2 separate regions of the Capsicum annuum genome follow, and region 1 is linked to region 2. Evidence: chromatin contacts called from public Hi-C data. All regions are on one chromosome and are shown on one strand. Each heading gives the region's core, a stretch centred on a gene start, on an enhancer-like site or on the middle of the called end of the contact. The rest is flanking DNA. Distances are from core to core; before and after follow the strand shown. Region 1 holds the start of LOC124885309. Region 2 overlaps LOC107850702 (receptor protein kinase TMK1).

Region 1 (2,811 bases), core at 72-2,571, 130 kb before region 2:
ATGGTACAGGGGTCATTAATACGATTTGGCTTGAAACATTGATCCTTAGTATGACCATTATAACCACAGAACTCACAAACCACTGGTGTTTTTTTCTGTGGAGCACCTTTATAGGTGGAAGCTGGTGGTCTTCCCTCATAGATACTTGTAGTCTTAACTAAACTTGTACCTCCTGAATCACCAGGACCTAGATATCCACCTTTGCCTTTGTAACCTAGTTTATAGTTAAAGAGAGCTGCTGCATCAAGTGTATCACTAAGACGACCCACAGAGGAACTAGAAGCTATGGATCTCTGACTTTCATGATCCACAATCATGGAGTACACTTTGCTAATGGATGGTACAGGGGTCATTAATACGATTTGGCTTGAAACATTGATCCTTAGTATGACCATTATAACCACAGAACTCACAAACCACTGGTGTTTTTTTCTGTGGAGCACCTTTATAGGTGGAAGCTGGTGGTCTTCCCTCATAGATACTTGTAGTCTTAACTAAACTTGTACCTCCTGAATCACCAGGACCTAGATATCCACCTTTGCCTTTGTAACCTAGTTTATAGTTAAAGAGAGCTGCTGCATCAAGTGTATCACTAAGACGACCCACAGAGGAACTAGAAGCTATGGATCTCTGACTTTCATGATCCACAATCATGGAGTACACTTTGCTAATGGATGGTACAGGGGTCATTAATAGGATTTGGCTTCTACACTGGGAGTATGTTTCATTTAGACCCATTAGGAACTGTAATACTCTTTGGGCATAACTTCTAGATTCAGGGTAGCTACATCTAGGAGAAGGCATAAAAGCATCAAATTCATCCCAAAGAGTTCTCATTCGAGAAAAATAATCAGCAACTGACAGAGTTCCCTGAGAGAGGGTCACAATTTCTCTATGCAAGTAGAATACTCTAGAGCCATTCACCTTATCAAACCTTTCCTTTAAATCTATCCACACATTATGAGCATCAGAGGCATGGATAATACTACTCAACAGATCCTTTCGTATTGAATTCATAATCCATGACAAAACAACAGCATTAACTCTCTCCCACTGATCATGTACTGATTCATCAAAGTGATTTTTAGGATATCTCCCATCAACAAAGCCTATTTTGTTTTTGCCTATGAGACTCAACGCCATAGATCTACTCCATAGGGCATAATTGGATAGAAATAAGAGAGATACCTGGAGTGTCGTTTGGATGCAAATTCAGCGGATGATTGTGGTCAATTTCAATTGTACCAGCTGAAGTAGGTGTATTTCCAGGTGCTGCAGTTGTAGTTGAAGGATCTGCAGCTGAGTTTCGAGTAACCGCCATTAAAGCTCACTGTAAGCAATAGAACAGTAGCTGCTATTCTCACTGATCAGGTGAAATCGATAGTCTCTAGTACCGATTACAGCTAGCGATCAGTAGTGGCTTTGATACCATGTTAGATTTCTATAGTATTGAGCTAAGAGCTTGAAGAAGAAGAGTAGTTTTCATTGATTGATTTTCCATTGGCTTGTTATGGCACTATAAGTCACATTTATAGAGTTAGTTTGCTCCTTGTGACAGCTGTCACACTTAACCAACTAACTCACTCACACATACATCACACACACTAACTTCCTCTAGCTAATCATCAACTTGCTGATTACACTTCTCACTATCTTAACAGAAATAACAATGCCCACTATCAAACAACACAAGAATAAGGAAACAACATCAAATACATGCACAACATACCCTTCTTAATAGTCAGATATGTTACACGGATTCATAAATTCAACAACGGAAATGAACAAGAAGAATCAAAATACAGCACCAAGTCTTGGTAGATCAAGCTCCTTTCTTCACTCTCAGCTGCATGAAGCTCAATTCTCAGATGCATAGGAAAAGAAAAGAGAAGAAAGAAGATAGTTTACTGGACACTGCAAAGGTCAGAGTCAAAGTTAGCAAAGCTCAAAGGGACGATCTGGACTCTCTACATTCCTATTTACCATTTATGATCAACTACTTTCTCTTTTGCTTTGATATACACCGCGTGACTCACTTTTACTTGTCATATTTATTAATTACTGTTTAATATGAAATAAATAATTTAAAGTATAAATAACTACTTTCTCCATTTATTAATTTAATTTTTCATTTTACTTATCTTTTTTATTAATAAAAAAAAATAATTTTTTTCATATTTTATCCCTTACATTAATTATTTTTTCTTTAAATTAAAATATAAATATTATTTAATAAAGGTACTATAATAAATTAGTTATAATATTAATTATTTTTCTTAATTAATATATTATCTCAATTTAAAAAAAAATAATTTTTTTCATATTTTATCCCTTACATTAATTATCTTTTCTTTAAATTAAAATATAAATATTATTTAATAAAGGTACTATAATAAATTAGTTATAATATTAATTATTTTTCTTAATTAATATATTATCTCAATTTAAAATGAATAATTTAAGACGGAAATGGCATATTAAAAGTACAACATCAAAAAGAAAAAAAAAGTGAAGAGAGAGTATTTGATGCTTGAATATTTTATTCGGGCTAGCTTGGGAAACCCAGCAAGTCGGCGTTGGAAAAAAAAAAGTATAATAATGATATAGAATTGAAATTAATTAAATAACAGAATAGTCATAAATATTATTTCGTGGCAACTCACCGTCTTAAAAGTAATTTTGGTCCAATTTCAATGTTGATTCTTTTAATCGATCGCTCCCCAAAATTTTACAGTTACTTTCAAACATGTACATTCGTGATTAAAAGTTTGAAGGTTTTCCAGATCAATTATCCAAAATAAGTTCAAAAAA
Region 2 (3,083 bases), core at 361-2,860:
CAATTTTATGTATATATTCAAATCAATATTTATTTCAATTGAGCATTTGAAAATATAATAATTTATTTTTACAGATATTTACAGTTGAAATTGTGGAGAAATTTTTGCATGTATTTTCAGGCTAGCATCTATTAGGTAATTAAGTCAAGCACATAAATTATGGCATGTCCTGTAAATATATACATCAGCCTCAATTGAAATAGGTCTTAGGTTTTACAACTTATCATAATAAATATATATAATTAAAGAAAGTGACATATTTTAATTGACTAATTTATCTACATAACGAACACTTAAAAACACGTTCAAACTTTTTTTCCCTCAAAATTTGATCTGAAAATATTTAATAGAATCACTTTATTATAAGTTCAATTAAGTATCTAAATAAAATTTTCTCAAAAGTTCAAAAGCTATGGATGTGTCAACCTATTTTTTTCAAAAACCAAAAGTTTGGCCATTAAGCTATTAGTCTTGGACAATAGTATCCACAATGATTGAGACAGATAAGGATGATATAACCTTCATCAATGAATTGGTCATGAAGGAAAGCTCCATGTGAAGGCTCTAGCTGTTAATTGGTCCACAATTTTTAAATCTCCTTTGAATAAACTATGGTGGACAATATGTAAACAATTTTTTTTTTGTACATGTGACCAGCTAATTTTTCACAATTAAAAATTTATTATAAGGTCCTCATTTTTCCATATCACATTGATGGATCATTGGATGACAGTAGAACATGCTCTTTGTTTTTATCCTCTCCAAATTGGAGGAATAACTTTTCAATACTCAACCTTTTTCTTTTTTGTGCATCACTCATTTTTAGTTATGAAAATGACTTTTTGCTCATCTAACCAAAACTAGTTGCTATGTTGTGAATGTGTTATTTTTGAAAGAAATGGTCAATTCTGGATATGAGAAAAGGGTCCTTTAATGTCTGTTTCAGAAAATATGTATGATCTTTAACAGCTAAGACTTCCATTTTCATCAATCCACTGCCACATTCTCTTTGTTTGTTTGGTATCATAGTCAACTTGCGTGTATCTCAATTATTTCATTCAATACTTGCTGCTATAGTCAACTTGCGTGTATCTCAATTATTTCATTCAACACTTGCTGTTATCTTGCATAGCTTAGCTCGATATACGTAGTGCTAAGTGGCTCCAATGAAATTTAAACGCTAATGTTACATGTTTTTTACTCATTTCATTAACTTCTAGGCCGGATCGAGCACCACAGTCTCTTTGTTTCTTTTGTTCTTATAAAAATAGTATCTTAATCAACTTGTACCTACCTCGATTATTTGTTCTAATACTATACTTACTATCTTGCATCAGTACATGTACTAGGTAACTTTATCCAGTAAGCTTTGGCTCGATGAGAAAAGTACCTACTGCTATTTGGCTCTAATGAAATTTATATGCTGGTCTTTGTGGATTTTCACTCACTTCATTATCCTCTAGGTCAAATCAAGGACCACATTCTCATTTTCTTTTCAGAAAGAAAAACTGAGACTTGTCTTTCTTTTATCACGACAAAGAGTGAAGACCACCTCCTTTAGTGGAGCTCAGACATTTGGTTACTTGTGGAAATTTGCTGTTTGACATGACTGAACATTACCATGCACCTTAAATATCTCAAAAGATTTTTGCCATTATGGTAAAGCCCATTTCACCTAAAGGTACTAAATTTTATGCCTATTTGTGATTGACAAAGGTATCAACAGTTGATCTGTAATCATAACATACAGTTTACAGTTTTCTTGAAAAAGCATAAACCTTCATAAACAAAAGCTAATTTTATGATTTGCACACATCAAAGGCACTTTACATTTCAATACAGCTTGCACTAGCTGTTTTTTTCTGAAGAAACAATTCAAGAATACAAAAGTACCATGGTCTACTGGTAATTGATGACATCCCTTTCATTTCCAACCAAACCACAATGTATTCACATGGAGAGTGAGATTCATCATACAACAAGAGTCAAAAGACAGCAAAAACTTAAAAAGAATCCCTATCCTCACCAAACCACAATGTATTCACATGGAGAGTGAGATTCATCATACAACAAGAGTCAAAAGACAGCAAAAACTTAAAAAGAATCCCTATCCTCACAGTTCCAAAACTAAGAATGAGTTAAAAGGATCAAAGCATCAGAGTTAAAAGGGGAAAAAAAAAGGTTGCGTGACTTGCAACGAGGAAGATAACAGATAGAATGAACAACCAAACCTAGATCAAAGAGTGCCAACTTCTCATCTACCATCAGAAGATCTAAATGACTCAGCAAATCCGTAAGGGCGAGTAGGGATGCTAGTTTGAGTGTTATCCAAGCTTGGAAGGTATGAAGAAGAGGATGAATCCATGTGGCTTGTACCTTCATAGGCCTGCCACTTCTTAAGCGCCTGGGGCAGTGACATGTCGAGATCAATGCCGTATATGTCCTCTGAGCACTCGTCGGATGGTTTCCAGAGCTCCACAAGGGATGAAAGAACATTCACAGCATGACCCATGTCAGGCCTTTGATATGGCTCCCTTGCAGAGCAGTGCCCAGCTAGCTCAGCTACAGTACTGACACTGACAAGTGTTTCCTCGCTCTGGTCTATCGCGGGGTCAATTGCCTTTCTGAATGTATCCTTATTCAAATGCATCCTTCGGAACCATGTTACTAGATGCATGCTCTCCTCAGGCTGGCTTTCATCAAGCGCCTTTCTTCCTGTGATGAGTTCCATCAAAATCACACCGAAACTGAACACGTCCACCTTTGTTGTCACTCTCCCAGTTACTGGCAAAAGAATCAAGATAAATACAATTTTAGAGGTGGATATATCTACATTCAAAGAAATCCTTATATGCACATATCACAATCAGGAAAGCAAGATGCAAGTTACTAATTTGTCTGGCTATATTTGAAGATCCTTGAATTCCACCGAGGAGAAAAGAAAACTAGAGGATCTTCTGTCATAGGAATAATAGCATGTTTAAAGTGTGAGATTAGGCCAAAATAGAAATTGGTGGCATTAAGCAGGCATCATGAAAAAATGTTTCCTGTAGTAATCATAACACTACAGGGGTTGACATAAC

What was found. Hi-C and Micro-C count contacts between places; a contact is called where the count stands out from the background.
Region 1: a contact with region 2 is called in a Hi-C map of leaf, with 2.8 times the contacts expected there. The contact joins the promoter of LOC124885309 here to the enhancer-like site in region 2. A contact is called at or near these places in 2 of 5 Hi-C or Micro-C datasets (leaf and placenta).

The regions. Positions count from the first base shown.
Region 1 is chr12:28,541,948-28,544,758 of UCD10Xv1.1, reverse strand. LOC124885309 reads right to left here and starts at 1,321. Exons shown (of 2, transcript XM_047401537.1): 1 at 1,189-1,321; 2 at 331-1,064. The coding sequence starts at 1,321. The coding sequence ends at 331.
Region 2 is chr12:28,411,053-28,414,135 of UCD10Xv1.1, reverse strand. It overlaps LOC107850702 (receptor protein kinase TMK1), which reads right to left. Exons shown (of 2, transcript XM_016695409.2): 2 at 1,901-2,784. The coding sequence ends at 2,255. Among protein-coding and RNA genes, the nearest start is that of LOC107850702, 5.0 kb to the right of the region's middle. Within about 2 kb of position 1,610, at least 4 of the 5 cell types and tissues checked have an H3K27ac peak or open chromatin away from gene starts, as enhancers often do. A contact at or near this core is called in leaf, where this site is marked.